2 separate regions of the Mus musculus genome follow, and region 1 is linked to region 2. The links are chromatin contacts, called in public promoter capture Hi-C maps. All regions are on one chromosome and are shown on one strand. The core of a region is the stretch at or near the end of the contact, and the rest is flanking DNA. Distances in the headings are between cores, read along the strand shown.

The links. Promoter capture Hi-C pulls out the DNA fragments that hold promoters and counts their contacts.
Region 1: a contact with region 2 is called in a promoter capture Hi-C map of hippocampal neurons, with 3 times the contacts expected there. The contact joins the promoter of 1700086L19Rik here to the enhancer-like site in region 2. A contact is called at or near these places in 2 of 39 promoter capture datasets (embryonic stem cells and hippocampal neurons), 6 of 484 Hi-C or Micro-C datasets (cerebral cortex, cortical neurons, embryonic stem cells and 3 more) and 3 of 115 datasets of contacts at active chromatin or transcription factors (SST interneurons, forebrain and neural progenitor cells).

The regions. Positions count from the first base shown.
Region 1 is chr12:74,282,244-74,287,165 of GRCm38.p6, forward strand. 1700086L19Rik (RIKEN cDNA 1700086L19 gene) reads left to right here and starts at 2,033. Exons shown (of 4, transcript NR_030735.1): 1 at 2,033-2,213; 2 at 3,272-3,395.
Region 2 is chr12:74,210,406-74,215,381 of GRCm38.p6, forward strand. The region is part of intron 3 of Syt16 (synaptotagmin XVI); the gene reads left to right. Among named protein-coding and RNA genes, the nearest start is that of 1700086L19Rik, 71 kb to the right of the region's middle. Within about 2 kb of position 1,751, at least 4 of the 459 cell types and tissues checked have an H3K27ac peak or open chromatin away from gene starts, as enhancers often do. A contact at or near this core is called in hippocampal neurons, where this site is marked.

The sequences.
Region 1 (4,922 bases), core at 783-3,282, 72 kb after region 2:
ATCTGGAGGTATCCCCACTGACCACAGGCTCTGTGCTCTCTGGCATGTACCTGGAGCTGTATGCTACGTGCCGGGCACTCCCTATTATCCTGAGGGAACTCATTTAGAGTATGGCAGCAGTACTCTAGGGTGGATTGGGGAGTGTGAGTTGGGCTGTAATTGCGAAAGCTGCAATGAGAATGTATTTAAACAGCATCTTGCAGGCTGAATGGGAGGAAGCCAGGTGAGAGGGAGGCAGGCACGTTAAACAAGAAATATCATTCACATAACTCAGGAGACCTTGGCACCTTCTCCAAACATGGTAGAGGAGAGTCCAGTGCGACTGGAACTGAAGGTCAAAGGTATAGCGAGTCCCAGGGAAGGGCTAGAGAAGGAAAGAGATGGCAGCCCCATTTTAGTCTCTTGCTGCCCATAGTGAAGTAGCAATGTGACATACTGCTGGTTGTCTGGAGGATCACAACTGTTCTCAAAGTTCCCCCTTAGACGCATAACAGTAACTTTGTGATTATTACCTCCTTAGCCTACCTTGGCTATTTATTACTTCCTTATACATCTCCAGATTACCTCATGATCGTCTCAAACCTCAGGGCAAATACGCTTCCAGAGATTAAAGTTTGACAAAGGCATGAAGTAGGTACTGGAGACCTCTGAACTGTGGGATCATACTGTACCCCGCTAGCCTTGAAGATGGCTGCCCCCACCCCCACCCCTTAGTACTTAACCCAGTGCTATGCAGCAGCAGCCTGGCTTGGATCTAAACACAGTATTTCTTTCTAAGTGAGTCCCAGGGGTGCTGATTTCCATCCTGGCCCTGGCCCTGGCCCAACTCTCTAGGGAGCCAGGGAAATTCTGTACTCCTTTCTTAGGAGAAATTTATCATCAAGGGAGCATGCTAAGCAGAATTTCTTTACTAGGTATTTTGGTTTCCTTTCTTGAATTTGCTCATTGGCTTCTCAGATGTTCCCACTTTGAGGTTCTTGCAGTCTTCTTTTTTTTCTTTCCCCTCAATAAAATAAAACCATTTCACAACAGCCACGGTGAGGATGAGAAGCAATGGTCAAGAATACAAACAAAAACTGAATCAAAATAAGCTCTATCAAGAAATTGGAGAAGCTGCAAACCTTTGTGGAAACTACATTAAAGCAACAATGACTGAAACATATGTAGTTTCCCCAGTATCCTTTGTGGAAAGTACCCTTTTGAGGTGCATTTAAAAAGATAGATTTTATTTGCCTTTTGAGAACTTAATACAGGTATGCAATGTGTTTCGACCATATTCATTTCCCACTCCCGGGACCACTATCCCTGGAAACCCCTACATCTTTCTTCCAACTTCATGTCATTTGTGTGATTATTTTTTATAGAACATTTCATATTAATTGAAGGGTTTATTCTTCTCTCATTTAGATGAAGTCTAATGGTATAGAGGCAGAACACTAGACCATGGGAACACCCCATGGAAACACTCCCCCTCGTCTACCCGGTGCCATCCTCCCGTTTTTAGGAGGTAGCCATATAGGGTGCCCAAAGGAATTAGACTCAGGATTGAGTTTCATGGATTAATATTTCCCTCTTTCAAGTCTGTCAATTGCTCAAACCTGCTTGTAGTAACAGGAACACAGTGGGACACAGTCCCGGAGCCAAAGGATCCCTCACACCTTTAAATGCAGTTCCACCTCTGTCCCCATTCAACTTCCATGGGGACACCAATCCAGCCTCCAGTGAGTGACCGTTTTCTGGGACGCGAGACTCCTCTTAACGCTCAGGCCCGCGACGCTCCCGCTCCCGTGTCGCCAGCTCTCCTGGACCAAGTCAGTGTGACCCGTGGCTGGACCCCTCGTTCTCAGCCTTCCTTCCCGGTAGAGCTCCCAGTCTGGCTCTCAGTAGCCCCCTCTGGCGCCCGAGACCTTCAGGAAAGTTGCTTCGGGCGGTGGAGGGGCGTCATCGCCTCCTAGCAACGCTCCTAGCAACCGGATAACATCTGCTCCCTTTGGTCCAATGCGCGCCTAGAAAAGCCGCGCGCCCGCCTCGCGTTCTGAGCCGGAGCGAGAGGCGCTTCAGAGAAGGAGGGACCGACCTGCAGGAGCCGGCCGCCCCGCCGAGCTGCAGTCGCTGCCGCCGCCGCTGTCGCTGTCGCTGTCAGAACCCGTCCGAAGAGTGACACCTTCGCGAAAAAACAGGAGCTGTGAAACATTTGCACACGCAGTCTTCGGGTAAGTGGACCCCTCTCAAGGTTTGCCAGGACCCCTCCAGCCAGGCATCTGACCCGAGGCCCAGAGAAGACGCGTTCCCTACGGCTGGAGGTTAGGGACTTGGCCTCGGATCCCACCCTGCCCCCAGCCACTGAAAAGTGACTAGCCACTGGTCCCGAATAACTTGATTTGATTTTTTAAATGCCAGGATTGGATATTGAGACTCCCCCTCTGTTCGCTACTGTCTGTTAGTGCTTAGAAGTTTTCCACCTTCCTTGATTTTGCTTTGCCTGGCTGCCCGAGGCTGGAGAGCTGGAGGCAGCTCCCAAAGGCAGCCCGTGGTTATGGATAAAACGACACGAAGTAGGCTCCACGAAATTCAGTCAACACGGGCTTCTGTTTTAGGTCCTCATCTGGAAAGGGTCCAGCTGGCCAGGAGCAGTGGTTCACTGGTCCTCAGCCTCCTGAGCAGTAACCATAGTAACTCACCTCTCTAGATGGGATCGTCCTTATTGGATGCCCGTCTTCCCTTGGAAAGCCCGTCTCTCTAAATATAGAAGATGATGAGATCCGTGAGCACACAGCCATGCAGACTAGGTGTGGTTAAACGGAACCCTTTGCTGAGAACTATCTTCAAACGTGGAGCAGCTACTTCAGACCTTGCCAGAAAGAGTCAGTATGTCAGAGAAAGAACAAGTTATGGTGTTTTGAGTTAATTGCTTTGTTATTTTGGAGGGTGATGCAGCCTAAAATTATACAAGAGCTGGCTGTGATTTTTTTTTTAATCACATTTCCCCAAAATAACCGCTCGAGTAAATCACTGACAAGATGAACTATTGTGCACTTTTCAGATCTCTTAGGGGGAGTTGACGTCGCTCCTACTTAAACTTAAGTGATCCTGAGTTTGAAGGTTTATCTTTCTTTCTAAACCATGTCCCAGATCGGCCCCACCTCAAACGTCTCAGTGCCGCCCCCCATCCCCACCCCACCCGCCTTCTCCTGCCCTGATAACTTATTCATGTCCCTGCATCCCTGATTCTTTAGAGGTGTCTTATGCCAGTATGTCTCCTTGTTTCAAGATCCCAGGTCCCCATTCATGAGCCCGAGGCTGTGAGACATGCTCCATGTGCCAAGGGGAGTTCTCACCACATCTTCCGAGGCTGTCCTAGACATACACTCTTCGGTCTGAGTCAGCATTACCAGGTAATCACCCTCCGAAGAGAAATTACTGTTTAAATATGTATCCAGAGAAATAAACGCTAATGTAGCAGCCCGGCAACTTACAGGATCAATAGAAGGGGCTGTTTGTATGGGCGGTTGCTGGGGAGAAGTCAATAAAGGTTTTCTGTAAAAAGGACATTTGTAGGCTGGCAGACTTTCCTCTCTTAGACCCCTGTGAATTGGGTGGGTCAAGTGAGGGAGCCTGGCTCCCGGAAGATGGCAAGTGGAAGCTTTCTGAGCACACTGGCAGTGTGGGTCTGGGGTGAAAGAAACCAAGAGAGAATCCTTCAAGTTGCCATAGGAGGTTGTGGGGACTCATGGAATGCTAATTTACACGGAGACTTGTGGTAGAGACCATGGAGAACTAACTACTTTCTTCCCAATTGTAAGACTGAATTTGGTGCATAAACAAATGTCCAGCTCCCTAGCACCTTGGAACTTAGTGTACTGAGGCATCTCTGGGCAGTACCCTGCCAGAGGCGACTAGCCCATCGAATGATAATGACAAATTCCAAAAGATGTACCTTCCAGTTGGAGAGGATCCATTCAGATTCCTATTCAAACACTTGCTCTGATTTCATATGGCTTTATGAATGTCATGAGACCTTGAAATCGTCCATTTAATATTAGAGGCTAAGATAATGATATATACAACACCAAATACTCTTCATTAGCTCTTAGTACCAGCCACCCTCCTCTCTTCTTCCAATAATTACCCTGTTTTATTGTGAGGAACAAATTTGTGGAGACAGATGAGACTTACCGCGGTCTTCCAGGGGTGTGTGTAAGTGTTTTGTGCATGGCTCATTCTCAGCCATGATGATTGGTTCCTGTATATATGTATTAGTTTTATAATTTATACATATATATATATCCCATTTCTTATGTAATATACATAGAAGTTTAAATCCCCTATGTCCTTAAATGCTTGAGAATGTCACTTGCTAGTCCATTGAGACAACTGTCACAATCAAAAAGTCAAAGGGCTTCTCAAAATTTAGTCTTGACTTTCATCATGAAAGTCGAATATGTAGAATATATACAGTGCAGATTTTGGTGAACATGCCTGTTTTAAAATTATCATAGTATTTAGTCCTTAATTTTTTTTAAAAAAAGTAAATGCTATGAAGATAGTAAATACTTAATCCTAATGATGTTGGTGGGTTCACAGCTACAGTGAATCTGCAGTGGCCCTCATCACTGTAGCTGCCTTCCATGCTTGCACACTCTGGGTTATAAAGAGTATGTGTGTCTGGGATATGATGCCTAGATCAAGCTCAGGGCAAACAAGGGCTTAGGGATGAAACCAGGATCTGGTGACAGCCTTGCATCTCCAGCTGCTCACTCTGCTGAAGTTTTTAGGAGCACATTAACATTCATGTTCGGACTCATGTCATGAAACTTCTGTAAGGCCTCAAAGATGCCTTGAGACACAACAGAGTCCTTGAAATCTACATCAAGGCTTCTATTCCCTGGTTCCCTGCTCGTGACTTGGTTTCAACGGGATAA
Region 2 (4,976 bases), core at 501-3,000:
ACATTTGGGTGATGTTCTAAACAGTTTTACATTTTTCATTTTAATTTGTTACTAGAGAATAGCTGACTTTTATAGACTTCTCTGCTAATTTCACCAATTAGTTTCCTTAGTTGATATGAGCTGCAATGTTCTAGTAGATTCTTGCTCCCCTGTTGTATTAGGGAGTGTACCCTAACGTGCTCATTTTTTGCTGTTTGATTTGATCAGAAGTCAGTATCAATCTGTTAGCATTTTTTTCTGCTTGTGTTGCCATGGTTATTTCATTCCTTCTCTTTCCTTGTGTTAATTTGCTGAATTACATTGGTTGATTTTAGTATCTTAAAGCTTGCATTTGTTTGTACGATACACTTCATGTGAGCATAACCCATGATTACCTAAGGGTGTTACTGGATGGCGTTTTATATTTTGCTAGGGATATTTTGCTGTCATGATCATATGGAATATTTTTTATTAGATATTTTCTTTATATACATTTCAAATGCTATCCTGAAAGTTCCCTATGCCCTTCCCCTGCCCTATATTGACACATAATTTTCTGTACCTGTGATATTATTGTCAAGAGATGTCTATGGCCTGTGAAGACATCTCTCAGTTAAATGTGGCCTTTGCAAATGTGGGGACATGAGTTTGATTTGTTGAACCTACATTAACAAAGTCAGTTATAATGGCATACATGAGAGACAGGATTCGCTGAATTTCCTGGGTTCCCTGTATAGCCAGCTTCACCTGCTTGATTAGATCTAGGCTGATGAGAGAACTTGTCTCAAAATAATAATAATAAAAACGGAAGGGAAGCTAGCGAGGCTTGTTCTCTGGCTTCCTCATATACTCCCAGCCCCATACATATATGCACACATGTATGCATGCACGAACTGGAATACAAACGTGCTCCAGTGCTTGTATTAGGAAATGTTGACCTTATTCAATGGCTGGAGAAGTGTCTTCTTTCTCTGCTTCTGCAAGAGTTGTGCAGAGACCGATATCCTCTAGCCCTCCATCAAACAACTGCAGGATGAGCTTTTCAAATGCATGCCAACACTGTCAACTATATGTGTCATCACAACACAAAGCTAGACAGTTCCTGACTGTAAGTTGCTCTCTAAGCTGAGAGAAGTAGGTGTTAAAATCTCTAACTTAAAAAATGACATTTATTATTTGTCTCTATTTATTGTTGTGGTTGAGTGCATGTGCCACATGGCACGTTTGGAAGCCAGAGAACATCTTGCAGAAGGGGTTGGTTCTCTTCTTCTATAACATTGAGTCTGGGGCTTGAACTCAGGTCATTTGGCTTGGTGGCAGAATCCTGTTATCTGCTGAGCCATGTTGCCAGCCCTCTAACTTTTCTGATTTTTTTTTTTCTTTTCAGTTTATTTCTGTGTTCCTCACTGAGTTTGAAGCCCTGTTAATAGATGTGCCCACATCTTTATTTCCCATCTTCCTGATAAATCGACCACTTCATCATTGTAATGTAAAAAGCACTTAAATCTAACATAATACTCCTTGCCTTGAAGGATTCTATCTGATGTGAATGCCACAGCACTAAATTTCTTCTGCTTATAGCTTGCAAATATATATTTTAGTTATTTATATACAACCTATCCATATTTGCCTTTAAGATATGTTTCCAGTAACCACTGGGTAGTTAATCTCACTCCCTTGTTTACCTTGGCAAGCTGTAGGGACACCTGGAGTACATAGTCATTTCCACTGAGTGCATGGACATCAACTGGCTCCATTATCTAGTTTCCCTGCTTTCTTTCTGTTGCATTTTCCTGTCTCCAGTTTCTCTCCTTGCTTAGTGGTTGCACCCATCACCTGTCTTCTTAGCGTTCTATTTTAGCCCCTTGATTAAAATTTTTAGCCATTTTTTGTTTATTTTACTCCGTGGGTGGTTGCTCTAGAGAGCACATGTGCTCATGTTTGCATGGTCTCTTGTGAGTCACACTTGTGCCACTTCATAGCCTGTGTGCTTTGCTTGCTATCATTAATGATAGTGCTGTGAAGCATGTGCCACAGCACAGCCTTCATCCTTCCTTTTTCCTTTGAGGTGTTGCCTCAGGATTTGGTTTTCATCCTTGATTAACCCTACCGTGCAATATCATACCTGCTCTTTAGTCAGTTAGTGTTTAGAAAAACTAAAACTGAAAATTATCTTCTCTCCTATTTGCCCATATCGGTACCATTTCTATTGTTTTGCATTCCTTCTATCAGCTTTGAAATTCAATTCTTCCTTTTTTGTAGTGTGTGTGTGTGTGTGTGTGTGTGTGTGTGTGTGTGTGTGTGTGTGTGTGAATATATGCCACAGAATGCATGCAGTGGTCAGATGAAAACTTGTAAGAGTTGCTTCTCTCTTTGCCATACTTAACATTTGTACTGTAATCTGCTGATTTCTTTTTTTTTTTTTTTAATCTGGTAATTCCCAATCACCTGCCTTCATTGCCCTTTATTTAGTTGACTCTCGTGCTGATTTTCTGAGGAGACTATTGATATCTATTATCCATAAGTTTATTTCTTTCCCAGTAAAGTTGAGAGACCCTAGACTATCATTTTCAAATACTTTTCTTTCATACTTTGGCCACTTATTTACTTATTATTTATTTTGACCCGAGATAAACACCTGTTGGCCTCTTTGGTGTACTGGGAACTTGTTTATTTTCTACAGACCTTTGTGACCTGCAGACTGATTAATTCTGAGTTTGGTTCTTACATCCTTATCACTTTTGATTGGTTGAAAAACTGATTCAATGACATTTCAAAACAACCTCAGAGATGGTTTTCTGTAACCTTAATTTTTTAAATGTCTATTTTATTGATGGTTCTATTGATAACGCTTTAACTTCCCTTCTAGCCCACCACCCACAGGAGGTAGTAGGAATAAAAGGATATGGGAGAAGTGGACCTGTTTAGAAATGGTTCTTTGGAGCAAATCCAATCTGTGTTATCAGAAAATCAGTAGTTTAGTTCACCGGTCAGTAGTGGCAGCTCGATCCACTCGTAAACACTTTACAGATAGACCCATATTCTAATTTAGTAGTGTCAGGATAGCAGCAGCAGTAGCATGACCTACCAGAGACAGCCAGGTCTCAGTTGAATTAGCACAAGTCAGTGGGAGGGACCCTGTTCTCTCTCAGCAAAGTGAAGATCAGCGAAGACATGGGACCCACAAGAATTGCACAGCTAGCTCTATAAGCAAGCCAGGCTCAGCCTCCATCCCTGTCTGTCAAGTCCTTTTTACACTCCCTCCAAGCATCACATGTCCTCCACGTATCTTGCCTCACTCTGCCAATCAGGCCAAGTCCACGGAAGTGGCAAGAAGCTGCAGTACAACACCAGAACTTTTTTTTTTTTTTTTTTTTGGTGCATTTCTCTCTATGGAGCCCAGACAAATGCAGCTCAACTACAAAATGTAAGTGGACCAATACATGCGTATTGTTAGCAAAAAATTCTTCATCACATGTTCTTTCATGTGCTTGCTTTAGCAGAACATCCTTGCTTCTGTGTCTGCTTTAGTGAAACGTTCCTTCACAATTCTGCCTCGGCCTCTCACCTGTGTCTACTTCAGGAAACCACTCCTTTGAGTGTTTGTCTCAGCAAAATGCCTTCCAATGGACTTTTCAAAGAACCCTTAAGTTTCCCCTTTAGTTTTTAATGTTAGAGCATTTAGATTTTTTTGTTGTTGCCTGGCATTCTTTATGATCATTTTCTCCTTGGACTGATTCTGTCTCTGACATCCACTTCTGAGTTAGCCTGAGATTAGTTCCACTGACTGATTACCACCCTTCACATGCATAGGTTTCTTGTTTCTTTTTTTTTTATGCTCTAAAATTTATTTTTTCCCATTTTTATTAGGTATTTAGCTCATTTACATTTCCAATGCTATATCAAAAGTCCCCCATACCCACCCCCCCCACTCCCCTACCCCCCCACTCCCCCTTTTTGGCCCTGGCGTTCCCCTGTACTGGGGCATATAAAGTTTGCAAGTCCAATGGGCCTCTCTTTGCAGTGATGGCCGACTAGGCTATCTTTTGATACATATGCAGCTAGAGACAAGAGCTCCGGGGTACTGCTTAGTTCATATTGTTGTTTCACCTATAGGGTTGCAGTTCCCTTTAGTTCCTTGGGTAATTTCTCTAGTTCCTCCATTGGGGGCCCTGTGGTCCATTCAATAGCTGACTGTGATCATCCACTTCTGTGTTTGCTAGGCCCTGGCATAGTCTCACAAGAGACAGCTATATCTGGGTCCTTTCAGTGAAATCTTGCTAGTGTATTCAATGGTGTCAGTGTTTGGAAGCTGATCATGGGATGGATCTCTGGATATGGCAATCACTAGATGGTCCATCCTTTCGTCACACTTCCAAATTTGTTTCTCTGTCAGTCTGGTCACTTCTGTGCACTAGGCACTGCAGGTAGAATGTGAAGTCACAGGAATCCTTCATCTACTTTGAGGGCAGCACTGCTCTTTTCCAGTTCAAATCACAGCTGCCGCCTCTGTCTTCTGAAGTGTTGGTTTTGTGTCTTGTTACACAGGCTGTTTTATTCTGACCCTTGGTCTCACTTCTAGGACTGATGCTCTAGAGTTTGGTGACAAGTCTGACATATTTGTCAACTCCTCTACCTTGCCTTGATTTTAACTCCTACCTCAGTTTCCCTTAAAGTGGGCAGCATCTATACATCTTCCACCTTATCTGGCCTCCAGTTTTAGGTTGCGTAGATCATCCTCCATCGGAAATAGTTCAGGTTATAGTTAAAGGTTAAGCTAGGTTCTGATGTAGATATTGAGGTTCCTTTTCCATGGCTCTCTCCATTTGGGGGTTCCACCTGCTTTTTTTTCCAACTGCTCTGATTGTCTAGAACTCTGTCCTCTAATAGCTCAAGTCAGTAAGGCTTCTGTCTGAGTCCTTAGTACCCCGTACCTCCCAGATTCATGGGCACTCAGCAAAAAAACCAAACCAAACCAAACAAACCCCCCAAGCACT